Regions from separate parts of the Mus musculus genome. Here regions 1, 3, 4, 5, 6 and 7 are each linked to region 2. A link is a contact called in public Hi-C, HiChIP or PLAC-seq and promoter capture Hi-C data. All regions are on one chromosome and are shown on one strand. The core of a region is the stretch at or near the end of the contact, and the rest is flanking DNA. Distances in the headings are between cores, read along the strand shown.

Region 1 (3,343 bases), core at 38-2,537, 2.9 Mb after region 2:
CTGGTGATGAAACAAAAAAAGAACAATCTGATCTTCCCACTCTCTCATCCAAGAAGTAATCTCATTGTGAATCAGTGACCATGGCACGAAAACAAACTCTTTCCTCTCGTGGGGTTTATCGTTGGGTCTCAGATGTTACCAGTACAGGAATACATACACACGAGATAGGGAGTCCCATCACTCCGTGGTGTCAGTCCAGCCCCTTTCTTGCAATGAGTTCATTCTGTATGATCAGGAACATATTTCTGATACCTTTGTATTAAAGGAAGATTCATTCCTGTGTTATGAGATGAGGGAATAGAGTGAACTTCAAGCAAAAAACAAAACAAAACAAAAGAACCTTTAAGTACTTCCACATGAATGGGAGTAATGTAAGGAGTCCAGAAAGAGACTGGAAGTTGAATAGGGCAGATCCGAAGTAATACAGAGAGAAATCTTATGATGAGTGTTGGATAGTGGGTCAGGAGTCAGTTCACACACCATACTGATTCCAAGACCAGTTTTCCTCTAACTGGGAGAGGAGCCAGGAAGAACATTTGGTGGTGAATAGTTGTATGAGATTGTGAAAGAGAATCTGGTGAAGCTCTCTCAAATGTTAAATTGTTTACACGGATATCGGAGGAACGTGTGGACAAGGGGACTAAGGACAGATGAAAATCTCAAAGGGTTTCTGGGACTTATAGGTAAGAGACATCTGTGTTCCCTAGTCCACGCCCCAAACCGTGGATTTCAGTGTACACATCAAATCTGTTCGGTTATTTTTTTTTCCTCTTTGATTTAGTGTCATAATGGGTATTAAACCAAGGCCTCCTTCACTCCAGGCAAGTGCTTCACCAGTGAGTAGCCCCCATCTCTTTTGGTACTGTGTAATTTGGGACATAGACTTGTGATTCTTCTGTCTCAAACCCCAGAGTAGCTGAGATTTCAGAATATTTCCAGGAAACTTGGTTTCAAAAACTATCCTAAAGAGTTTGTGGTGTGCCCTAAAGTAGCTTCTTGCTCCGTTATTTTAAAGTAAAATTGACTCAATGTGATTTTTTTTCTGCCCCCCATAAGATTCTAGGAACCCCTGAGCTTTTTAAGTCACAGCATTGATCAGAGTAAGAAGTAAATCTAATACATATTACCGTTAAAGGCTGGACTCATATTCTCAAAATGCCCTTTGTAAATTTGGGATTTTTAAAAGCAGCCTAATTCCAGTTACATACAATCCATGCGCTTTAAATTCTTTGCCTTCTTTGGTTCCGGGTAGTCCTTCGCGTAGACTTCTGGGAAATGTAGTCTCTCTCTCTCTTTCTGTATGACCCCGCTAGACAGGACTCTGCTCTCTGTGCTTCCGGGTTCTTTTTACGTTTGTGATTCTCCAAACTCTGCGGTGTTCTCAAAGTTGGGACAGTGTGGCTTGTTCTTCGCGCTTAACATGAAGGTTGGTCCCGGGTGCAGCCTAGACTTGCAAATCCAGGAACTCTGCGGGTAGGCGGGTCCGGCGTGCAGGGAGCGGGGGAGGGCTGGGCAGGAGGCGGAGAGAAGCCCATTTGGATGTGCAGTGCAGATCTAGGCTTAGGGGTGGCTTGGCTGACCATGCCAGAGACAGGCTGTGATGAAAGCTCACACAGCACCTTGGCTGGGGAAGCTTGCTGTTACTAGCTTTCACATTGCTGTTGTCAGATCCCTCAGGAAATCTAGAGCAAGTGGGTTTTTCTGAGCCCTCCCATATTCTATGACAGGCCCAGGACTCTTGTTTTGAGTTCGTGTGGCTCATAGTTTCCAGGACAGTGAGTTCTGGCGGGGGAGTTTGGTGTATGGGATGTTCGTCCCGTTTTCTTTGTGATAAATTGTTTTCAGGGCGGCTCACTTTGGATAGGAATCACTCCTTTACCCACTGTGACAGAACCCTCACATTCACACACCTGTATGAGGCAAAAAAAAAAAAAAAAAAAAATTCTCATCGAGGGGGCACTCTGAGCTTTGTACCTTCCCAGCTATCACTGATCCTACAACACTGCAGAGTGGAAAATACTAGAGAATATTACCACATACAATTGCACCAGAGACTGCGATGTCAGAAATTTGGACTCCTTTTGTGAAAGGAGAGATAAGTTGCCCAGGTATTTGTATTGTGTGGAAAGATTGAGAGATGGGGTTGAAGAAATGTGGCTCACTAAAGGTCTTGTGATTGTATACAACAGTCTGCTCCCCATGGCATTTGTATACAGCCAGCTGCTCACCCCGTGCTTTGTATACAGCCTTTGCTCACTCTGTCCTTTGTGCTGTTTTTGCCACACTTCAGTCAAATTGATTTGTGTGCTGGAGACTGACTTACAGCATTCAAATCTATACCTAAGAAGCATGGGCTTTAAACTACATTATCATAATACCAGTATTTTCTATGTATTATCTAACTATAATTACAATAATATGGACACTTTCTAGTCAATGCCATTAATGTTCAGGAAACTAAGAACATGTCATTTTACATTTTATGGTGTGAAAAGTACATTTTCTTGTACCTTAGATCCCGTTTCTTAGAAGGTAGAGGTGATACAGCAAAATGCTTATATCACAGGTCACACATGCATGCATTTAATATATACATATACACATTTATATTTAATATATTTATCAAACAGACCTATTTAAAAGAAAATGTCAAATTTAAGGTTACGTGTGCTACCTAAGATTATCAAAAATAATTTATTTTTTAAATAGAGGCACTTGTTTCTCTAGCAAAGGAACATTGTTCAGCCCCCACCAGGCACACAGTGGTTCATAATTGTCTATAACTGCAGTTCCAGGGAACCAATAACATCTTCTGGTCTCCAGGGTAACCATGTGGTGCACCATCATACAAGATGGCAACAACATATGCACAAAAATAAAAATAAATGACTTAAAAAGTTAAACATCACGAGGCCTAGAGAGTTAGCTCTGGGGTTGAGAGCTCTTGTGGTTTTTGTCTAAGTTTGCATATAATATATAGTGTATAAGTTTCAGTAAGTATAAAATAATATGATTTCATGAGGTTTGGTATTCGTTTTCCTTATCTCGCCCTTCCTCTCCATCTGTATGGACCTCCTTTCTTCTTGCCAATTGAAACCCCCTCCAGGTTTATTCTACCCTTTCTCCATCTGTGTTGACCTCCCACCATTTTCCCAGTTGACCCCCCTTCCCCGTAGGTTTTCCCTTTCCCACTTCAGATCACCTGTGTCCTGCTACGCATTTCTCATGCCCCTCCCCACATGCTCCCTTTATACTTCCCTGATTTCCATGGTTACTTCATGCTATATTACTCACATCTGAAAATTTGGAGCTAGAAAGAACTGCTGCAGACTGCTCAGGGAAC
Region 2 (3,556 bases), core at 523-3,022:
CTGTCTTGCTTGGGTGCAAATAGCAATGACAAGGCATTCAGCTATTTCTGGGTATCTATATGGTCTTTCAACGTCAAAGAAGATAGCTTGAAGACAGAACAGGGTGTGAGGGTTTTGAGTTGCATTTTCCATCCCGAGGCTTAGGACAGATGTGCAGGGTCTGGATGCCCTCTTAATAAATTATAGTGGCTATTCCTGGTTGTCAACTTGACTATATCTGGAATGAACTACAATCCAGAATTGGAAGGCTCACCTGTGATCCTAATCTGGTGGCTGGGAGATACAAGTTTCTGACCTGGATCTTATCGTGGAGATTTTTTTTTTAAGATTTATTTATTATTATATGTAAGTACACTGTAGCTGTCTTCAGACACACCAGAAGAGGGAGTCAGATCTTGTTACGGATGGTTGTGAGCCACCATGTGGTTGCTGGGATTTGAACTCTGGACCTTCGGAAGAGCAGTCAGGTGCTCTTACCCGCTGAGCCATCTGACCAGCCCCTATCGTGGAGATCTTGAGGCATATACTGGCTATGAATCCCAAGAGATTAAGATTGGAAGCTCTCTGAGTTCAAGGTCATCTGGGACAAAGCAAGTCCCAGATCCAGGCATGGTGACACACACCTTTAATTTGGGCCGTATCTTCTGCTAGAGACCTACATAAGGACATTAGATGAAGAAAGATAGGCTCTCTCTTCTTTGCCTGCTTGCCCTGTGGAACTGAGCAACTGCTAGATCGTTGGACTTCCATTCACAGCTGCTGCTGACCATTGTTGGCGAGTTGGACTACAGAGTATAAGTCATCAATAAATTCCCTTACTATATAGAGTCTACCCATAAGTTCTGTGACTCTAGAGAACCCTCACTAATAAATGCAACACTGTTGTTGAGATTGGGACTTTGTAACCAGAAGATGAGGAGCCGCCAGAAACTTCCTAGTAGACAGATACTGATGGCAACAAAGTTTCTGAGGAGAGTGGATACAATGCTAGGATGTCAGCGAGAGTTCAAGCCCTGATTTCAAGTGGCTTTTAAAGCTGAATGAGGATTTCTTCTTTCCACCTCTCCAGCCTAAGGGTGAAGATGACTGGGAAACCGGCTCGAAGGGGTTTGTCTGGTTGGCTGCGTGCAGACACACCCCACACGTTAGTAGCAGAGCATGGAGCCCTAGAGGTTGGCCTCCAGGCGGTGCTCACCCTGCCGCTGCGAGGCACTCCGGGAATTGTAGTTTTTCTTCCGCTCCCTGCCTGTCTACTGGGAGAATAGTGCAGTAGCTCTGCAAGAAGCGTTCGCACTTTCCAAACCCAGGCTCGGGTCCTCCTTCGGTGGTCGGCATGCCAATGACATCGCAAAACCCCCGCCCCTTGGAGGCTGAAGGGATTTAGGCGTCTACACAGGGCCTGTAATGAGGCAGCTGACAGATGCACAGACAGTTCGTGAAGGCAGGCCCTGGCTCTTGTTCATCTCTTCCAAGATGTGTCCTAAGGCTTTGCTTTTTGTACGACCACGCTTCGTTCTGGCTTTTTGATCAGGCGGATCTGCGGGCAGCCCCGACGGGGGGCGGGGCTGGGTGGGGCGGGGACCTCGTGTGCTGTCGTCGCTTTGGGCCCTCGGGGCTGCGCCGCTCTCAAGTGCCCTGGGCTGCTTCGCTGGTCTGAGCCCTAGGCCGGCTCCACGGGGACCTTGGCGCACGCATGGACCTGCCCGCGCCCGGCGGGAAGCGGCCAGGCTGGCGGTGGCTGGGGCGGCGGAGCAGGGCCGAGGCAGCGGGCCCCTGAGCGCGCGCCCTGCAGGCCGGGCCGCAGCACCATGATGCCCGGCGAGACGCACCCGGCGGCGCCCGGGCCAGCCGACCTCGCGCGGTGTCAGGGCTGCGCCTCCCTGCAGCAGGTACGCAGGATCCCTGGCTGACCCTTTTGCGCCGTTTTGGGGGCGGGTGCCGGTGCTTTGTTTAATCACGGACAGAATTGGTTCAGCTGCTGCGATGCCGGCGGCGGACAGAGTGAGCGTGCTCTTCAGGACTCCTCGTCTTCCCGACTCAGGGTTTGCAGGGCCCAGTTTGGTTGGTGGGTGACGCTGTCTACGCGCGGAGGGAATCTTCCTCTCTGTGATGAAGGCCTCCTCGCACTCCTAATTATTTGTTGTTTGAAGGCAAGGGTTTTATGTTGCGTGCCCAGGTCGCTAGACTTCCAAGATTCCGGAACGGAACTGCATTTTAGCTTACACGTATCTATTAATATACTGCCAAGCTTAGCTTTTGTTAAGTAGCATGTTAGTTGTCTGATTAAAATTGTCCAATAAACATACGTGGGTCTAGGTAGTTTGTTACAGTGTCATGTCCTGTTCTTAACAATGGATCGCTGCAGATGGGTTCTAGGTTTTACTGATGCAATAGAAATAGTCCCCAGTGCTCAGGGCTGGAGACTCGCACAGCTTTCTGTCTTAGAGTTCCATTCACCTATTGTCAGTGGCAAAACGGAACTTGCCCTTGCTCCCGTTCAGTTCATCCCCTTTCTACCCAGTGTTCTAAGCACTGTTCATATTCTGGTAAACCACCTGGACACGGATAAGATGAACGTGCGCAAGTACGACTCGACAGGATTTTAGATGTTGGGAAGGAAATAATGGAAGATGTCAGGGGGTTCTGGTGAGGTGGTGTTGAGGCAGTGGGAGTTGTGAATGTTGAAAAGTAGCTCTGGAGATCGGTTTTAACAAGTGGGACGGTTTCTTGATGTTTGATGAGCAAAGCCTGTGGCAGCCTCGGGGTTGGTGAGACGAGATAAGGGATGCAGACTAGCTAGCTATCTGTGGAAGTTTGCTTTTTATTGTAAAGTGCAATGTCTCTGCGCCGATTCGTATGTTCTAGTTGCTTGGAGAATAGGAAATGGTTTGGCACTCTCATAGAGAAGATGGAGAGTCAAGCCATGTTGTAGCTAGGCCACATCGTGTAGGCATCTTATAACCCTCCCCTCCCTTAAAAGATTCTGAATGGAACGCTTCTTTAATGGACCATATTTGTGTTTTGAGCCTATTTACTCAAATTTTTTGATCCCCTGCTAGTTTATAACAATGTACGCAAAGAGAAGAGGAAAGTTACATTAGAAGCAACATATTGGTAACAAACAGGCAAAAGTAGGAGGGGAGAGTGGGTAAGGACCAGGCTTTTGGCTGCTGAGATTTTCTGGTCTTTGGAAAAATCGTATTTGAACAAGGTTATAGGAGAGCGAGTTCGGTTGATTTCTTTGAAGCCCGACATCCTAGTGGATGCCTCAAGGCCTGGGGTAGTTGCTTTCCTGGTGTGCTTGAGAAGACCGGTGAGGCCACAGCAGACTGAAGATTTAGGATTTGCAGAGGTCAGAAGAGCCAGAAGAGCCCTGGTTGTGTGGTTCTCATACACCCACACCGTTGTATGAGCTTGGGCTTCTCTGGATGAGGTGGTGGTGAATCATTGCAGGTATTTGAACAGACAGCTGTGTGACCCATTCTTCTTAGCCCTCTGGAGAGCTGCATTCACACACTGCTCACCAGGAGTCCCTGTCCTGTTGAGTGAGCAGTGC
Region 3 (3,540 bases), core at 198-2,697, 2.8 Mb after region 2:
ATAGATTTTAATGCTGTAAGTCAGTCTCCAGCATACAAATCAATTTGACTGGTGTGGCAAAAACAGCACAAATGGCAGGGTGAGGAGACACGTGTATACAAAGGACGGGATGAGCAGCCAGCTGTTTACAATCACAGTTCCATGAGTGAGCCACAGCTCTTCAACTTCATCTCTCAATCTTTCCACAAGAAAACAAATTTCTTACATCGCAGTCTCTGGTGCAATTTTATGAGTTAATATCTTCTAGTATTTTCCAGTCTGTACTATAGGATCAGTGATAGCTGGGAAGGTACAAAGCTCAGAGCGCCCCCTCTATGAGGTTTTGGTTTTGGTTTTGTTTTTTTGTTTTTTGTTTTTTGTTTTTTTTGTTTTTGTTTTTGTTTTTTGTTTTTTTTTTGCCTCATACAGGTGTGTGAATGTGAGGGTTCTGTCACAGTGGGTAAAGGAGTGATTCCTATCCAAAGTGAGCCGCCCTGAAAACTAACAATTTATCACAAAGAAAACGGGACGAACATCCCATACACCAAACTCCCCCGCAGAACTCCCTGTCCTGGAAACTATGAGCCACACGAACTCAAAACCAGAGTCCTGGGCCTGTCATAGAATATGGGAGGGCTCAGAAAAACCCACTTGCTCTAGATTTCCTGAGGGATCTGACAATAGCAATGTGAAAGCTAGTAACAGCAAGCTTCCCCAGCCAAGGGGCTGTGTGCGCTCTCATCATAGCCTGCTTCCGCACGATCAGCCAAGCCACCCTGCTCTAGCCATGTGGTGTGTCTCAGTGTAGCTCCTTGCTCCATTATCATAAGGTAAAATTGTGTCAATGTGCATTTTCCCTCCTGCCATACGATTCTAGGTACACCTGAGCTTTTAAAGTCACAACATATCGATCAAAGTAAGACGTAAACTCAATACACAGTGACATTGAAAGGTGGAATCATATTCCTACAACAACCTCTTTAAATCTGGTATTTTAAAAGTAGCCTAAAGGTATTGAAAAGCCTTGGGCAATAGCGCTCTTTTGGAGATCTTCGCATAGACTTGTGGGAAATGCAGTCCCTCTAATCATGACGTCACTAGACAGGATTCAAGCTTTCCGATCTCCATTCTTGCACTAGCAGGCCACCTCTCAGGTCCCTGAAACACATGATTGACTCTGGCAGTCGCTCCGTCCTAACAGAGCATTCGCTCCTGGCACCGTGCGTGCGCCCCACCCCTGCACTCTGGCCAAGCCTAGATCTGCATTGCACATCCAAGTGGGCTTCTCTCCGCCTCCCGCCCAGCCCTCACCGGCTCCCTGCACGCCGGACCCGCCCAACCTCAGAGTTCATGAGGTTTGCAAGTCTAGGCTGCACCCGGGACCAACCTCCATGTTAAGCGCGAAGAACAAGCCACACTGTCCGAACTTTGAGAACGCCGCAGAGTTTGGAGAATCACAAATGCAAAATGAACCCGGAAGCACAGAGAGCAGAGTCCTGTCTAGCGGGGTCATGCAGAGAGAAACTACATTTCCCAGAAGTCTATGCGAAGGACTGCCCTGAACCAAAGAAGTCAGAGGGTTTATAGGTCATGGATTGTATTTAACTGGAATTAGGCTCCTTTAAAAATCCCAAATTTACAAAGGGCAATTTGCGAATATGAGTGCAGCCTTTTACAGTAATGTGTATTAAGTTTACTTCTTACTCTGATCAATGCTGTGTCTTAAAAAGCTCAGGGGTTTGAGACAGAAGAATCACAAGTCTATGTCCCAAATTACACACTACCAAAAGAGATGGGGGGCTACTCACTGGTGAAGCACTTGCCTGGAGTAAAGGAGGCCTAGGTTTAACATCCATTATGACACTAAATCAAAGAGGAGAACAAAAACAAAAAACAGAACAATTTTGGTGTGTACACTGAAATCCACAGTTTGGGGCGGATATGGGCTAGGAAACACAGATATCTCTTACCGATAAGCCCCAGAAACCCTTTGAGATTTTCTTCTGTCCTTAGTCCCTTGTCCACACGTTCCTCAATTAATCCGTGTAAACAATTTAATATTTGAGAGAGCTGTGCCAGAGCTTTACCGGATTCTCTTTCACAATCTCACACAACTATTCACCACCAGATGTTCTTCCAGCTCCTGGCTCTACTCTCAATGGGAGGAAAACTGATCTTGGGCTCAATATGGCCAGTGAACTGACTCTTGACACACTATTCATCACTCATCATAGGATTTCTATCATAAGAGATTGCCGCGGAGCACCACAGTCAAGTATGAGGGTCCCTGGAATGAGGGTCCTTGAAGCTAGGTGGATAAGGTTTTGACAGTGACAAATAGAAACAAACACATAGGCAGTTTGAATCTGAGTGTATTCTGCAGCTCTCAAGCAGGAGATATTATACATTAAAAAACTAAACATTACATCTCTTAGAAACTACATCCAAATGAAACATTCACAGATACCAACAAAAATCATTTGGCACAGTAAAGTAGAAAAATCATCCAAGCATTACAACTCTGAAACCATGTATTCAGTGCATTGCAAACAGAACAGGTAACATCATCATAAATCATCAAAATATAACAATTCTAAAAGGATGTATCCAGTGGGGGCTGCCGTCCAAAGCTAGTGGCATATTTCTAGGAGCAGGTTAATAAATCTTTAATGATCAGTGCTAAACTAACTTTCCAGCCCCATGGAATTATTTAACATCTAGTGCCTGATTTTTTATAATCTTCAGTGTATAAATTTAAACTACTTTAATTCTTCCTAATTAAGGCTTTCTTTAACATATACCAAAATCCACCTCCGATGACACATGTGTAGCCATATGAAATTTTATTGTTGGGAAAGTTTTTATCATAATAATTTTGTAAATGATTTAGAAAGTAAAGTGTTGGTTTCCCTGGGGTTAAGGTCATGTTAGTGGCCCAATCTCTAGGGATTATTTCTTACCCATTATTCTCACTTAAGATCTTGGCCTAGGCTACCAGGAACATATAAATAAGAAAAGGAATAAGAGAAAACAAAACAGATAGATTGACATGAGAACTACGACTCAAAATTTTTTCTCTGGTGAAGAGTTCAACAACTGGTTCCAGGAGGCCTCCCCCTTTTGAGGTCAATTGCCTTAGTCTGTGGAACTTGTAACACAGATCCTACTGGAGGTGGTGTGGCAAGAGGTCTGCTCTCCCAAAATGCCACCTGAACCTCCCTCACACTCCTTGCTGGCTAGTGAGACCAGCCTGGCCTGACTCAGTGTAGGGTAACATGGAGCAACTGAGACTGCAATGCTGAAGACAGAGGTGGATCCAGCTGCAGCAGCAGAGGCAGAGGAAATGACTCCCCCTTCCTGCTCCCATTCTCTCACTTTTGCTTGAACCCTTGCACCCAGCAGGGTGACCTCTGTGGAAAGACTACAGTACACAAGCCCACAGACTACCATATGCAACTCTAAAAAAAAATAAACCCTTTCCTCCACAACTTGATTTATGGTCATGGTATTTCATCACAGCAATAGTAACCCTAACAAGGGCACTTACCATATGACTCAGCT
Region 4 (3,575 bases), core at 46-2,545, 2.7 Mb before region 2:
GCCTTACAGTTTCAGGGTTCAGTCCATTATCATCATGCCAGAATACATTGGAGCATCCAGGCAGACATGGTGTTGGAGAAGGAGCTGAGAATTCTGCATCTTGATCTGAAGGCAGCCAGGAAGAAGACTGTCTTCCAGGCATCAAGGAGAGGGGTATCAAATCCCACCCCTACAATGACACACTTCCTCCAACAAGGCCACACCTACTCCAACGAGGCCACACCTCCTAATAGTGCCACTCCCTGGGCCGAGCATGCTCAGATACGTGAGTCTATGGGGGCCAAACCTGTTCAAACCACTACAGTTAGAGTCAAGATTTGGATGCCACTCCTGTACCTTTGGGGCTATCATGCCACTCTGATCATAACTGTGGTACACAGGTGTCATAGCTGGGTAGACTATTGTTTGCTGTCTTCCTTTAGAAGCTGGGATGGAGCCTTTCTGGTACCATGAAGTTTAGTTTTCAGAAAAGAGGCTTTCAGGTCAGTTCCAGCTCAGGTGCTTTTAGTCCTGTGTCTGAAGTGCACGGTGTCTCCAGGAATGGGGACTTACTTTCTACCTCTGGCAGGCAGCCAAGTGAAATAGCAACGGCCTATGAGGTTTTAGGAGGCTCTTAGACAACACTGACCAACAGTTCGAAAGTAGACAGGCTTTTTGGCCTGGCGTTGGAATTTCTCCTCATCATAGACACCTACCATACCTTGCATGCCTGATAGACTACTTACCATAAAAAAAAAAAGATGAAGCTGAATGGTGTCCTCTTAAATGGCCTATGAGGTTTTAGGAGGCTCTTAGACAACACTGACCAACAGTTCGAAAGTAGACAGGCTTTTTGGCCTGGCGTTGGAATCTCTCCTCATCATAGACACCTACCATACCTTGCATGCCTGATAGACTACTTACCATAAAAAAAAAGATGAAGCTGAATGGTGTCCTCTTAAACTCATCTCAAAGCTGTAGCTCCCATGATAGGAACCATTATGTTACATAATATCCATTTCACCTGTGTTGTTGCATAGTATCCATTTTGCCTAATTTTGTCTATCGGGGCTTTTCTAAGCATGTTCCCTTGGTTAAATGAAGCCCAGATAGGCTAAGGGCTGCCAGTTCCTCTGAGGCTGCCACATTTCATATATTAACCTTAATGTTTCATTTCAGTCCCTGTTCTCAGGTCCTAATTTCTCCTTGAGAGGTGTGGTCCAAAAATCTCTTCAGGGAGCAGAAGGGTGATGGTCAGTTAATCTTTTAACTACTTCCATGACGTTAAGAGGAGGGGCTAGTCCCTGCCTAAAGGGATCACAGATTACCTTCAGTGGTTGGGGAGGAGTAGTTGGATTTTCAACAGCAGGGATCGACTGGAATCCCCATGTAATAGGTGTGGTATGTGTACTCTATTTCTTCCCTCATGGTGTCTAGGCACTGCTACACACCAGGCTGGAAGGAAGCAGAGGCCAGAAGAGGTGAGGTCTGTAGGGAAAGAGCTGGGGCAGAGCCGGGGTGGGAATGGGGGCCGAGAGGGGGCTTCTCCAGGGATTTTATTAGATATTTTCTTTATTTACATTTCAAATGTTATCCCCTTTTCTGGTTCTCCCCCCCCCCAACACCCCTCTTGGACAGAATCCTTCTGGTCGCCATCTGAGCCTGGAGCTAAGGCTGTTCCACAGCCCTCTCTACACAGGTTCCGCCAGAGAGAGCTGGTCTCCCAGGAGTGCTGACAGGGCTTGCAGGCCCACAGGAGGGACAAGCTCCAGCCAGAGACAGAAAGACCAACACCAGAAATAACCAGATGGCAAAAGGCAAGCGCAAGAACCTTACCAACAGAAACCAAGGCTACTTGGCATCAGACCCCAGTTCTCCCATCACAGCAAGTCCTGGATACCTCAACACACCGGAAAAGCAAGATATGGATTTAAAAATCACATCTCATTATGCTGATAGAGGATTTTAAGAAGGACATAAATAACTCCCTTAAAGAAGTACAGGAGAACACAAGTAAACAAATAGAAGCTTTAAAGAGGAAACAAAAATCCCTTAAAGAATTTCAGGAAAACACAACTGAACAGATGAAGGAATTAAACAAAACCATCCAGGATCTAAAAATGGAAGTAGAAACAAAAAGAAATCACAAAGGGAGACATCTCCCCGGATTTTAATGGAACAGCTCTCTTAGACAATCTTAGTTTGTGAGTATTCCTTTATTTGGGGTGGGTTTGCATGCATACACCCCTGGATAGTGGGAAGGGGTTCTTCTTAGGGTTAAGTTTCATTGGAGTTTAAAGTACTGTGAATGTCTCCTTTGTGTGGAAAGGCATTCCAGGAATTCCAGATATGTGCAGGGCAAGTTTGGGGTTGGGGCAAGGGTGGGGGAGGGAGGACTATGTGACATTCTTCAGGTAGAAGATTGTGGGTCAGAGGTCGGGTTCCCCAGATCGGGCAGAGAAGAAACCCACCTAAGAAAATGGAGTCCTACATATTGTATCAAGCTCAAAGGAGCTATCTGCACAGGATAGACTATAATTTTGGTAGCAAGAAGCAACAAATAGGGTGTTACATATTCTAGAAGATACAGACTTTACAAGATCGAAACACAGAGTTTAAAGTGAGAATAACAAGGTTCTAACTGTTGATGGTCCCAGAGAGGGCGAAAGTCAGGAGAACCAGGGCCATATTTGTTCCAGGAGATTCCTCTTCAAGGTCTGATCCCTTGGATTGTAAAGCAACAACAAAATCATACCGATGACAGAGCAGATTAAAAGGAAGATAGGATAAGATTTTAACCACTGAATACTGAAAATGTCAGATGAAAAAGTCGTGAGAAAGACAGAATTAAGTAAGGTTATTGTTACCGATTTAGATAAATCTACATCAATAGGCTTATATAAGTAAAGCCTATCTTGAGGGGTGGCTAGAGAGATCGTTCAGTGGTTAGGAGCACTTCCAAAGGACCAGGGCTTAGTTCAGTACCCACGTGGCAGCTCATAACCATCTCGAACTCCAGTTCCAGGGATCTGGCACCCTCTTCTGGCCTCCAAGGGCATTGCCCTCACATGACATACTGCCATATCTGTAGGCAAATGTAAAGATAAATAGAACCTATCTTTGTATTATACCTGGAGTGGTTGTGTTTGTCCTATCTTGTGTGTCAGTAGACCATACACAGGATTTAATAGGAAGGCCTGTACGTGTCCTAAATTATTGTCTCTTTTGAAGTTTAGTTTAGTTTTTATTTTGTATTTTATTGCTATACTTTACTGCTGGGTGTTTAAGAAGACTTGAAGATATTGTCCCCAGGGGTTGTTTGGAATTGGGAGGAGCTATGCTTCCTTCAGTCTTTCCTTTACCAGTTAAGCCCTCTGCTAGGATGAGTCAGGCTCTGATTAACCATGCTGCTTCTTTAAAGATAAGGGAACATGTCCGTCCATCTGTGTTCCTCTTTGCAGAATTTGCACTGGTTAGAGTCTACTGTCTGGTCTCCTTGGTTTCTCTAGTCCAGAGGATGGGCAACCCACACGGAGATACAAGACCATTTGAAAGATGCCTGATTGAAAGATTGGATTGAGCTGCCGATTCCTGTG
Region 5 (3,520 bases), core at 705-3,204, 2.8 Mb before region 2:
TGAGGGCATTTATAAATATGTTCTTTAGCCACAGGCTGTAGACTCCCAAGCAGTTACACACACTAATGTTCTGGACACGGCCTTTGGACACATGCTTTTGAGCAACAAAGACCCAGCCCTAGAATCAGACTAACTGTGCTAAGATCGTGACAAGCATGGATGCATAAAGAATGTGGAGCTTGGTTTCTGGGAGAAAGATGCTTCATCCAGACTAAGTTGAGGCAGAGCATACAGAGCAGGAAGGGACAGGAACATAAAGTAGGGGGTGTGGAAACAGTGTGAGGTAAACCAGGAGATTAAGATGAGGGTAGGAACCTACCAAGATGGGGTAGAGGCAGACTAGCAAGGTCAGAACTGGAAAGAATAACTAGGAATGGGTTGTTGATGGTGATTAGGGTGGGATGTAGTAGGATGAACCAGGAGGGACTTGACTTGGGAGGGGTCCCAAATCCACACAGGCAGCAGATCCGGGAGGAAGGAAGACCCACAAGTGACAAGGGATAGAGTTGTAGGGTAGGAGGTTGTGGACTGAAACTGAGAGTAATAAAGTTCAAATATGACTGCACCCTAAGCCCTCCTGCTGGGCACAGCCCCAGGCCGTGAGGAGCAACCTGACAGCAGCAAAGACTTCAGGAAAAGCCTCACAGGCTCCAGACACAACCAGGAAAGAGGACAAGACCTGGGGGCCAATATGAGGCCTTTACTTTACACTCTCCGTGTTCAATTCTGCTGACCATCCATTCCTACGGGTGATAACTAACCCCACTGGATGCTTTGAGCAGAAACCGGTGCTTGGGAAAGTAATAATTTCAACAGACTTTACCTTAATATTATGTCTGATAGGTTACACATTTAAAAACACCATCTCCTCCTAGAGCTGGTCCCTTACAGTTGGAAATACTACTCTGCCTGTAAACCACGGAAGTCTGAAACTGTGAACTCTGCTCATTACTCAAAGAAGGGTCCCAGAAGTGACCACAGCACCACAGACCTGGCCCCTGAGTAAAAAAAGGTCCCACGTGCCGGGTCTCACGGTGAGAACCACAAGAACAGATAGCAACTGTGCCTAGATCCAGGTCCCCGCTCACTACTAGCCAGCCGCAGCGCACAGGTTCCCTCTCACGTGGGAACTATGTTGTATAAAGTTGATACCGGGCACAGGCAGCCCAAGGGAGCATCGCTAACAACCGACACAGTGTACTAGACACAGGAAACAATCTGCAAACATGGATGTGGAAATCATCCTATTGGGTTATGCCAGGGGCCCCGCGCGTCCGGTGCTCCAGATGACAATTCAGGTTCCGACACTAGGCCACGGAGACACACAGTAGGCCTCCTAGCTGTGCGGAGACGCTGGAAAGGGGCTGCCTGATGCGAGGACACCCCCCCACCCCCGCCCACCTCCAGGCCTCCTGCTGGCGGGAACCCGGGCCAGGCCTGGGATGAGGGTGCAGGGCCCAAGGGATGGAGTGCAGGGTCCAGTACCGAAACCAAAAGGGTGTAAGTCGGCGTGCACGCAGGCGGCGGGAAGCGGGACCCTGGCGCGGGTTGGAAGAGTGCTGCAGGGGAGGGGTGCGGCTCACGGAGGACCGGGCGGCGCCCAGCCCCTCCCCACCGCATCCCGAGCGCATCCTGGATAGAGTACAGCAGCGCTGCGGAGAACCCACCTGGGCCTTCTGCAGGGCGCTCAGTCGCAGCTCGTGCACGAAGGGGTTCCGCCCCGGGGGCGCTAGGCGCCGCGCGTCGCCTGCCCCAGAGCTGGAGGAGGGGGCGGCCCGCGGCCCGCGGCCCCGCAGCCTCATGGCTGCCCGCGCCTGAGCAAGGAGTAGAGCAGATGGAGCTCAGCCGACCGAGCTCAGCTGAACCGAGCCAAGCACAGAAGAGCCGAGAGCAGCAGAGCTAGCAGAGCGCGCGGGAGAGGGCCTAGGATGCGCGGCCGCCCGGAGGCGCAGGCGCGGGAGGGGCGGCGTGACGTGGGTGGGGCCAACGGGGTGCCCCGCCCAGACCGCTCTGGGCTATGAATGCGCCTGCGCGTCTTAAGGCTCCTGGACTTAGGGGAATCCTGCGAATTTGCATGTGTAGGGAGACCTTAAATTTTGGGTCGCAGGACTGAACTGGGCAGGCCCACTTCTCAGCGCAACGCTGTCCTCACAGGCAGCTTCCTTCCCCTAACCATTGTAATCCATCAGTCGCCATCGAGGGAGAAGATAGGCTAGGAGACCCTAATTTGTATCACACCATTAACTAGGACTCTAAATAGCCTTTCTGCTAAAATGTATTCATTTGACTCACTGGATGCCTTTTGTACTTTGTATCCTGTTTTAAAATAGGATACAAAGTAGCTTTCTGATCAAAATGTATACATTTGAAAAACTAAAGAAATGCCTTTTGTAGCAACACCAGGTGCTTTTATTTGTATAGCTCATAGAACACTCAACAAGCAGGTACTGGGAGACAGAGGGTCTAGCCTCAGTCACCAGACAGGAAAAAGGAGCTAAATTCTGCCTAATTCCAGATACCCTTGGCTTCCTGTCTAACCTCCCCAAAGTCCAAACTTCCTGTGGACACCAGAGCTCTCAGAGTCTCCACCACATCCTCTCACAATAGAGTGACCAGAGCCTCTGATAACTCCTGACAGAAATGTGACCAGGCTCTGTTTTGAGGAGTTGGCTAGAAGAAAAATGCTCGCACAGATCTTGTCACTTCAAAGCTTCATCTTGTATTGGACACGTGACGTTATCTTGAGATTCCCTTGTCCCCTCTGCAAAATGAGCCATGAAGCAGCGACAGTACACATAGCCTTTCCTCTGGGCTAAGAAGGCTGTGGAGATCCTTAAGGACTATGAGCAAACTTAATGTTCTTTTTTTTTTTTTTTTTTTTTTTTCAAGACAGGGTTTCTCTGTTTAGCCCTGGCTGTCCTGGAGCTCACTTTGTAGACCAGGCTGGCCTCGAACTCAGAAATCCACCTGCCTCTGCCTCCGAGTGCTGGGATTAAAGGCGTGCGCCATCACACCCGGCCTTAATGTTCTGATATGTTGTCCTGTGACCTAGATTCCACTGATTCTAGATTTTAATTCCCATTTGTTCAAGTCTCAGACACAAGAGTGTAGCATCCAAGGATCTTCAGCTCCCTGTCAAGAAAACCCCAGGGCACAAAGGCCTATCAGGCTTACAAACAGACCTTTAGAGGAAGGAAGACAGGCGGGCCAGGTGCCACCTGAAGTCTACAAGCAAAGAAGCCTGCGGGTATCCTGGGCCAGGATTTCTGTAGCCTCAAAGCTGGGTCATAGAAAGCTGTGAACATCCTGTGTAGCGGTGTTGACCCAAGTCCACATATTTTGTGGAAAGAAAATCTTTTGCAGGTGATCATGATGACTCTAATAGATTTGTCAGGACCCATCCAGTATTAGTGATGTCTTTGTGAATGGGAGATTTGAATGAGGAGACAAGGCAGAATGGGGGGTGGGGGGATGCCATGTAAGACCAAGTTTTCCTAATTGAGGATGTTCAGCCACCTGA
Region 6 (3,828 bases), core at 319-2,818, 3.0 Mb before region 2:
CCAGGGACTGCTGTGCAGGCGGAGCAAATCCATGAGGTGCGGTGGGCTGGTGTTCAAGGCATCTGTCACCTGTTGGTTTGCTGTTCGAAACCTGCAATGTGACCTGAGGAGTCTGACATATTGGCACTCTGCATGGTTCACCAGCAGCTGTTGGAACAGGGGCCGCATCTGCCAGTATCGACGCGATAGACGGTGTGTCCTGCAGAGTGGTCCTGATGTCCTAGGCCTTGAGCCCAGAAAGATGATCTCCACCAGTCTCCTGGCCCCAGTCAAGTTAGGCTGGAGGTTGCTGAGTAGGAATGAGGGGTTTAGACGCTCTTGGCCATCTCCCCTGGAGTAAAGGAAATGTCTGGTCTCAATAAATGGCCTGAGCTGAAAGGCATTTTGGCGGGGTGGTGACAGCAGAGATGTGGAGCTGGGCTTGTGTTTACAGCACACCGACCCAGAGAGACTCAGGTCAGACACCTTTCCTTTAGAAGACAAATCTTTCTCTGCAGTAGGCACCTCGGGGGACCGAGCAGGACTTGGCACCCATGATTTGCCTGATGGGGTTGGTAGCACCTGCCTGTGGGGTCCCTCCTCCACTCTCGGGACAGGATAGCATCTGGCCTTCTTAGCTGAAGGCACACTTGTACTGGTGAGACTCAGATGCCTCTTTGTACCTCGAGATGGCAAGGCCAGGGGTTTCGGTGCTTCCTGGCGACTACTGCTCTTGATCTGTTGTAAGAACCTAAGGTTAGTGAAATTCCTGCCCACGGGTCGGGTGGGCCTGTAACTAGCGGACACAGAGGGCCAGATATCCGTGGTGGCACAAATTTGGTACAGGGGAGACCCACACACCTGGTAGGCACAGCTGGGGGGCACCAGAAGATAAAGAGCACAGTGTGCCAGCAGGTAGACCAGCAGGTCGTCGCCCACTCGGCTCAACAGTAGCATCCATGCACCACTGACACGCAGGGTCTCAATAACAGTGTTGGGCAAGTAGCTACGCACGCTACTAGTGAAGGCCATGGGAGGCCCGCCTCTGGCCTCGTTAAGCAGCTCAAAGCCAAAAGCCAGCACGTTTCTCTCGTTGCGCTCGCAGAGTCTCTGCACAACCCTGGCCACCAGCTCTTTCAGGGATGACACCTGGTAAGGAGAAGAGGGTCTTGACACATGAGCTAGACGCACTATCCCACGTCCTCCCGGCTTTCCGCCCCTGACCCATGGGGATCCCGCCTGGAGGCCCACCTGGTGGAAGGAAAGGTCGGCAGGTGGAGGCTGTGAGCCCCAGTGCATGCACACTAGGCATTGGGCAACCAAAGTGCGGTAGATCTTCGGGTCCCCGGGTTGCACAAGCCGCCTGCCCTCGGGCCCCAGGCGCCGCACAAAGGTTGCCAGCGGCCACACCTCCCGGTATCGGCTGCGCAGCAGAGAGCGCACCGCGGGGCAACGAGGAGCGCGGGTCATTGTGCTCAAGGCCGGGATGGGCCTCCCACGTGCGGGAACCAAGATGCAAGGGTGTGCTTAGAAAACAGCCAGGACCCAGGCCACTGAGAGTCCACGACGAAAAAGATGAGGCTGGGAACGGAGGAAGGGGCGGGATTCAGGCGGACCAAGCGTTGTAGCGGAAGGGGCGGGGTCGCAGCAATAGTACTTTTCCGTTGATGGTCACAATGCTGGTGCATGAGGACCAGGTGTGTTCCCCGGCCAAGTTCAGTGGTTGCTGGATGTGTTGGAGTAACGAAAGGGGGCGCACTCATGCAGGATTTCCCTCTACAGAATGCTTCTCGGGCTTCCTTTTCGCCCTGAGCTGGGAATCCCCAGGTGGTCTAGACTGGGGCGAGGTTTGGGCAAGCAAAGAAGCCTATCCTTGATGTATTGAAGGTTAGGTAGGCGGAGGGACCTAAGGTTTTGCCTGTTCCTGAGCTGACTGCTCCAGCCTGCTGTGGTTGACACAGACAGTGAGGTGGGTGGTGGCAATCTCAGTTCTTAATGATTACAGCTGAAATTCTACTATATAGGTTAAGGCTTTATTGTGGTGCGACCATACACTCAGATCCCAAATATGTTCCGTAAACACCCACCACCAAAGGAAGGGGACTAGGTAAAAGCCCTGCGTTAGCTTTTTTCACTGTTCCAGTGGCCTTCACCTCAGAGTCCAGAGCATCATCTCAACTCACGCACCCATAGCAAGGCCAGGGCCATTGGGTGAGGGCGCTTGCCTGTGCACACAGCCAAAGCGGCGACCTCGACCTTAGGATGGCAGCTCTGCTAGGTTGGCAACTGTGATAGTACTTGCACGTGTGAGGCGGGGGTAGGATAGGGGTGGGGGTTGTTGTTGGGGCATATGTAATGACACGACTCTGAGCCATAGTTAGAGAGGGGCTGCTGAATTTTGAATCTCTGGGAAATAGGGAATCTGTGATCTCTACTGTAGCTGAGTTTGGCAAACACTGAAATGCTAACAAATATAACCTTTGGTGCCTTCAGCTTTCTGAGGAAATTGCTTCTATCCACCGACCTAGCATTTGAACAGGCGCGTTTTCATATTTACTCCCTTATAGGAGGTCTGCCGCCTTGTAAATGCTCAGGATTACAGGAGCTATTTTAGAAGTCCGTTTAGTGGACATCAGTCTTTTTGAGGGGTTTGTTTGAGATTTGCTTAGTTCTGCTACTTAGGAGATATGGGCCTGAACTGAGAAATTTATGCCAACAATGAAGCTACCTTAGTGTAGTTCCCCAAAGAAACCAGCATAGAAAACAGTCTCAAAAATAAGAATATCGCGGGGCATGGTGGTGCACACTTGTAAGCTACCTTAGTGTAGTTCCCCAAAGAAACCAGCATAGAAAACAGTCTCAAAAATAAGAATATCGCGGGGCATGGTGGTGCACACTTGTAAGCTACTCTTGGGAAGTAGAGGCAGGATGAGAAGGCATTCAAAACCAGGCCAGCTACATGCTGAAATTTAGGTCCACTTGGGCAAAATGAGACCCTGCCTCAAAAAAACAAAGAAGAGGAGGGAGGGGGTAGCACTTGCTGACTACACAACCCTGGGTTCAAGCATCAGAATCAAATAACAACAGAGTAGAAGAAACTGAAGTGGAAAACGAGTGGAAGTTGTCTACCAGCAACGATGAAGCCAGGAAAAGGGAGCCTTTGTGTAACAGGCCTGCTTTAGAAAGCTGTTCTTAGAGACATGAGGCCAGGGAGAGGCCTTTTTGGGGAGGGGCTGCACCCTAGGAGCTATCCCAGAGACAGACAGTGGTAGAGGTTATAAACCCTGCAGGGAAGGAGGTAGAAGAGAGGACCTCAAGTATCCCTACCCATATAGGAAGCAGGAAATCCTCGGGGACCTGTCATGCTCCAGCCTTCTACCCCAACATGCTGGCAGCAACCGACTCCCACTGGATTCTCCCCCATTCAGAACCAGGGCAAGGCTCTGGATGGGGCTGCTGCTCTGCTGTAGCTTGCCATGTTTGGAGATCACTGGAACCGGTTTACGTCTTAGTGGTCAAGATGGAAACAATCATTCTCATTTACATAGTTTGTCACTGACACAACAGTCTCATACCCACGACTTCATCAACATCGAACAGCTCAGGAAGTATGTGAGTGAATGCCACCATGCACTTTTATAGATCCCAAGGCTGGTGACTCCCTGACTTCCCAAACAGCACCTAAGGAATGTGTACTAGTTCTGGGCTTAGAAGTCCCTGGCACTTGCCAACTTGGCCTCTCCTTAGATAGGTTACCTTGTCCTGTTCTCTCAGTACCCCTCCCTCACAACTGCCACCTTAATCCATGCTGATACCACTCCCATCTCTGTTTGCTTCATCTTGCACATT
Region 7 (3,706 bases), core at 244-2,743, 3.0 Mb before region 2:
GGGAGCTAAAGACTGGTTGGCTAGTGAGCTTGATACCTGTTGGGCAGTACAGGATCTTGATTGGATGAGCAATTTTACAAATTTTATTTGAACTTTTGCACGTTAAAATCATATGTCAAATGCTAAGCCATGTTAATTCCCAAAAGTTACTGTATATAGCTGAGCATTGAGATTTATATTCTAATGCCAAAGGTCACTTACTTGTAAGTAACAAGTGAACTAACTACTCTTACTAGGTAGGCCAATGTATCATTCCTTGGGAGACTACATGGGCTGTAGTAAACCACGCTGCCCTTAGATTGCAGTAAAAGCTACTTGCTAAGTGACAAACACCTGTTACTTTCAGCTTGACTGTTTACACAGACCCTAGACAGGAGTGCTTCTATAGGATGTCCTCACTCTACATACAATGCTATCCATGACATCCTGGAACCCATCTCTGGCAATCTGTCCCACATCCACACCTTTCAAATTTGGAATCCACATCAAAGTCTTCCACGTTCAAGATCAGGTCCACATTGTTCTCTGCACCAAGGCTGGACCGTGTGGTGGTGTAAACACTCAGCTGGAAAGAGTGAGCAAGAATGAATAGCCAAAAGGTCCTGATAGAAAACATGTAACTATTGTGAGAGGGTAGCAATCTGAGGGCTACCTCTCAGAGGGTGAGCTTGGGCAAGATGGCCTGTGTGACACTGCTGTGAACAAGGAACCTAACTGTAGAGCTGACCTGTCCGGAATTCCCACTAGAAGCAGGAAGTGACACAGGTGATAAGAGGGCAGAGCTAGCAGCCTGACTCCCATATGGCTGGAGATCTCCTGTTAACTTCCACTGGGGTCCCGTTAGGAAACACGTGTAGGGCAACTGGATCTCAGTTATAATCGGGGTAGGGCAGAGCACCAAGGGGTAACAAGAGAGCAGCAGAGAACAGAGAAGTCTCAACTCCAGCTCTCACTGCCACCTAACCAGAACATTGGACAGTGACATCAGTGATAAGGGGCAAAACTGGTAGCCCGAAACCCTCTGACCAGTGCCAGTAGGGGGTGGGTGGTAGCACCCGGCCGGGAGGCGCCTTCTTAGGGCTCCCGGACGCTCACCTGCAGTTTGGGCCGCAGGGCCAGATAGGGCTGGATGCAGTTGGAGTCACCCGAGCACGGACGGGTATAGACGATACCGTACATGACCCAGCAGGTATGCACCACGTACACCAGGAACACGCCCACCACCAAGCTGGTAAAAGAGCTGCGGCCGCTCCACATGGCGCCGCAACCTGCGGGCCGAGCGCCGCCGCCGCCCGCCGCTCACGGGAGAGCCGCTGCGCGCCACCGCCACCGCCGCGGGGAAACCAACGCGCCTCGCGCGGGCCGCCGGCCGCCCCGCATGCTCCCGATAACCCACACCCGGCGCTGGGGGATTGGCCGGATTTGCCGGCCACCGCTTCCGGGAACCGAGCAGCTGGCGGAAGTGGACGCGCACGGCCCTCTGGGAGCCAGACGCTCCGCCACGCACTCGCAACCTCACGACGACCGCACGACCGGCGCGCGCGCGTGACGTCAGCCTCTTGCGCCGTACTCCCGGCATGCCTGTGGGAGCCCAGGTCCGCCACCAACCTTGGCGGCACCCGGTTCTTGGAAATTTTTTCTTTGCGTTGCTCTTCTTAAGGCCCTGTGCAGCCTTACGGCGGCGCCCCAGGATGATGGCGGGGACGACCCTGATCCTGGCTCTTCAAAGTCTAGGGGAGCGTCCAAAAGTTAAGAAAACACGGAGGAGACTCAGGAAACTCAAATACCGATTTCTCGGGTGTGAGGTTACTGTGTTGATAACATGCAGTTCAAGATGGCCAGAAAAGGTCAAAAAGAGTTTTTACAGGTCACTTGCCCCTTTTGTCAGAAGAATAAGTTCCTTTGCGGTAATATAAATCTTAATCCTGGCTAACATGCAAAGGTAGGTTATATCTCAAGAAGATCTTTTTCCCGGACTTCCCATTACTCATTCAGATAAAACCATCTGGGTTCTTAAATTTATTTATTCACTTTACATCCCGATGTCAGCCCCTACTCTCCTCTTATCCTCTCCCCTGTCCCCTCTCCCCTTCTCATCTCAGAAGGGGGTAGGCCACTCAGATAAACCATCGGAGTCCATTAATTGTTCACTTTACGTCCTGATGCCAGCCCCTACTCTCTTCCCTACTCCCTCTCCCCTTCTCTGAGAAGGGGAGGCTCCACTGGGTACCAACCCACCCCTGGCACATCAAGTCACTGCAGGACTGGCCACATTCTCTCCCACTGAGGCCAGACAAGGCAGCCTAGTTAGGGGAACGGGATCCACAGGTAGGCAACACTGGGACAGACCCGGGTCCATTTGTTGGGGAACTTGAATGAAGACCAAGCTGCACATCTGCTATATATGTGTTGGGGTGGGGTGTAGGTCCAGTCCATGTATGCTCTTTGGTTGGTGGTTTAGTCTTTGGGAGACCCCCAAGGGCCCAGGTTAGTTGACTCTGTTGGTCTTGTGGACTCCTGTCCCCCCCAGATCTCAATTCTTGCTCCAACTTTTCTATAAGACTCCCCAAGCTCTGTCTAATGTTTAGCTGTGGGTCTCTGTATCTGTTTCAGTCAGCTGCTGGGTAGAGCCTCTTAAGAGGACAGTTATGCTAGGCTCCTCTCTGCAAGAATAACAGAGTATCAGGTTCTTCTGGCCTTCATTTTAATCTTCTTAAATATTTCTTGGTTTAGGGTATACACAGTTTCTAGAGTGAAGTGGCCAGTGCTGTGACAGCCCAGGACGATGGCCTGCAGAGATCAAGCAAAAAATGATATTTCCTGTTTTCAGAAGCTTGTTGGCTGTTGGTGCTTTTCATTAGTGACCAGCTCCTTACTCTATGGTGGCCTCAGAAACTTAAGTTTTGGAGCTCATTGTTCTCAAAACGGCATTCTCATGTTTCTCACACGTGTAATCAGAAGTGTGATTGGGCATTTTCTAAAAATGGTGCTTTTAAATAGAAGGTTTCAGAAATGGAGCACCTATTTCAGCATGAGGGTATCTTAGGGTTTCTATTGCTTCGATGAACACCATAACTGAAAGAAATTTGGAGAGGAAAGGGTTTATTATGCTTATGTATCCACATCACTAAAGGATATCAAGGAAGGTTCTGAAGCAGAAGCCATGGAGGAATGCTGCTTACTAGTTTACTCCCATGGCTTGCTCAGCTTGTTTTTCTATAGCACCCAGGATCAACAGCCCACGGGTGGCACTGCCACATTAGTCATCAATCAAGAAGATGTACCACAGACCAATCTGGTGGGGACATTTTCTCAGTTGAGGTTCCCTCTTCCCAAAAGACTTTCAACTTGTGTCAGACTGACACTAAACCTCCTAGCACAGAGCTTGGGAGGAATCACGGGGACACTGGCTTCGTCTGAACAGGTGGGGACAGGGTTTGTGGTTACAAAGACAGGGGTGGTACTTGGTTACAAACTCCTTTGGGGCTGGAGTAGGATCATTGAATCCATCTGAGACTTCTTATACTTCTACACCTTTATCAAATGGATCTCTTCTTCAGAGTCATTTATTCCTATGATTTTGTCAGCATTGCAGTGACATTTGACAGTCCTATGTCTCTGGCCTTCCCTCCAGTTGATCTCGGTGATGTAACCCTAATGAACAGGAAGCCGTCAAGCTCTTTGTAAAATTGCCTTGCTCACAGGT

The links. Promoter capture Hi-C pulls out the DNA fragments that hold promoters and counts their contacts. Hi-C and Micro-C count contacts between places; a contact is called where the count stands out from the background. HiChIP or PLAC-seq counts read pairs in DNA pulled down with a chosen protein or histone mark.
Region 1: a contact with region 2 is called in a promoter capture Hi-C map of cranial neural crest. The contact joins the promoter of Zfp85 here to the promoter of Ice1 in region 2. A contact is called at or near these places in 2 of 39 promoter capture datasets (cranial neural crest and pre-B cells) and 1 of 484 Hi-C or Micro-C datasets (CD4 T cells).
Region 3: an H3K27ac HiChIP or PLAC-seq map of regulatory T cell precursor shows a contact between it and region 2, with 15 times the contacts expected there. The contact joins the promoter of Zfp273 here to the promoter of Ice1 in region 2. A contact is called at or near these places in 2 of 39 promoter capture datasets (embryonic stem cells and pre-B cells) and 1 of 115 datasets of contacts at active chromatin or transcription factors (regulatory T cell precursor).
Region 4: an H3K27ac HiChIP or PLAC-seq map of large pre-B cells shows a contact between it and region 2, with 13 times the contacts expected there. The contact joins the promoter of Eprn here to the promoter of Ice1 in region 2. A contact is called at or near these places in 5 of 39 promoter capture datasets (the 3T3-L1 cell line, the C10 cell line, the HPC-7 cell line and 2 more), 8 of 484 Hi-C or Micro-C datasets (the AML12 cell line, CD4 T cells, CD8 T cells and 4 more) and 2 of 115 datasets of contacts at active chromatin or transcription factors (large pre-B cells and thymic regulatory T cells).
Region 5: a contact with region 2 is called in a promoter capture Hi-C map of pre-B cells, with 8 times the contacts expected there. The contact joins the promoter of Lpcat1 here to the promoter of Ice1 in region 2. A contact is called at or near these places in 9 of 39 promoter capture datasets (the 3T3-L1 cell line, the C10 cell line, embryonic stem cells and 4 more), 1 of 484 Hi-C or Micro-C datasets (muscle stem cells), 4 of 115 datasets of contacts at active chromatin or transcription factors (astrocytes, extraembryonic endoderm stem cells, large pre-B cells and 1 more) and 2 of 9 other capture datasets (adipose tissue and liver).
Region 6: a promoter capture Hi-C map of pre-B cells shows a contact between it and region 2, with 2.2 times the contacts expected there. The contact joins the promoter of Tert here to the promoter of Ice1 in region 2. A contact is called at or near these places in 3 of 39 promoter capture datasets (the 3T3-L1 cell line, hippocampal neurons and pre-B cells), 1 of 484 Hi-C or Micro-C datasets (the G1E-ER4 cell line) and 2 of 115 datasets of contacts at active chromatin or transcription factors (astrocytes and embryonic stem cells).
Region 7: a Hi-C map of the G1E-ER4 cell line shows a contact between it and region 2, with 5 times the contacts expected there. The contact joins the promoter of Clptm1l here to the promoter of Ice1 in region 2. A contact is called at or near these places in 8 of 39 promoter capture datasets (the 3T3-L1 cell line, the HPC-7 cell line, cranial neural crest and 5 more), 1 of 484 Hi-C or Micro-C datasets (the G1E-ER4 cell line) and 4 of 115 datasets of contacts at active chromatin or transcription factors (astrocytes, cardiomyocytes, extraembryonic endoderm stem cells and 1 more).

Annotation. Positions count from the first base shown.
Region 1 is chr13:67,753,146-67,756,488 of GRCm38.p6, reverse strand. Zfp85 (zinc finger protein 85) reads left to right here and starts at 1,287. Exons shown (of 4, transcript NM_001001130.3): 1 at 1,287-1,426. The coding sequence starts at 1,421. Zfp85os (zinc finger protein 85, opposite strand) reads right to left here. Exons shown (of 3, transcript NR_027969.1): 2 at 3,295-3,343; 3 at 1-1,910.
Region 2 is chr13:70,635,850-70,639,405 of GRCm38.p6, reverse strand. It overlaps Ice1 (interactor of little elongation complex ELL subunit 1), which reads left to right and starts at 1,772. Exons shown (of 19, transcript NM_144837.3): 1 at 1,772-1,889. The coding sequence starts at 1,809.
Region 3 is chr13:67,811,723-67,815,262 of GRCm38.p6, reverse strand. It overlaps Zfp273 (zinc finger protein 273), which reads right to left and starts at 1,447. Exons shown (of 4, transcript NM_198322.3): 1 at 1,367-1,447. The coding sequence starts at 1,372. All of the region lies in intron 2 of 4930525G20Rik (RIKEN cDNA 4930525G20 gene), which reads left to right.
Region 4 is chr13:73,345,104-73,348,678 of GRCm38.p6, reverse strand. Eprn (ephemeron, early developmental lncRNA) reads left to right here and starts at 1,295. Exons shown (of 3, transcript NR_045293.1): 1 at 1,295-1,460; 2 at 1,618-2,183; 3 at 3,441-3,575.
Region 5 is chr13:73,465,665-73,469,184 of GRCm38.p6, reverse strand. Lpcat1 (lysophosphatidylcholine acyltransferase 1) reads right to left here and starts at 1,954. Exons shown (of 14, transcript NM_145376.6): 1 at 1,668-1,954. The coding sequence starts at 1,802.
Region 6 is chr13:73,624,651-73,628,478 of GRCm38.p6, reverse strand. It overlaps Tert (telomerase reverse transcriptase), which reads right to left and starts at 1,568. Exons shown (of 16, transcript NM_009354.2): 1 at 1,231-1,568; 2 at 1-1,128. The coding sequence starts at 1,449. RefSeq lists enhancers at 1,629-1,649, 1,790-1,809 and a promoter at 1,479-3,828.
Region 7 is chr13:73,601,789-73,605,494 of GRCm38.p6, reverse strand. Clptm1l (CLPTM1-like) reads right to left here and starts at 1,493. Exons shown (of 17, transcript NM_146047.2): 1 at 1,096-1,493; 2 at 465-565. The coding sequence starts at 1,257.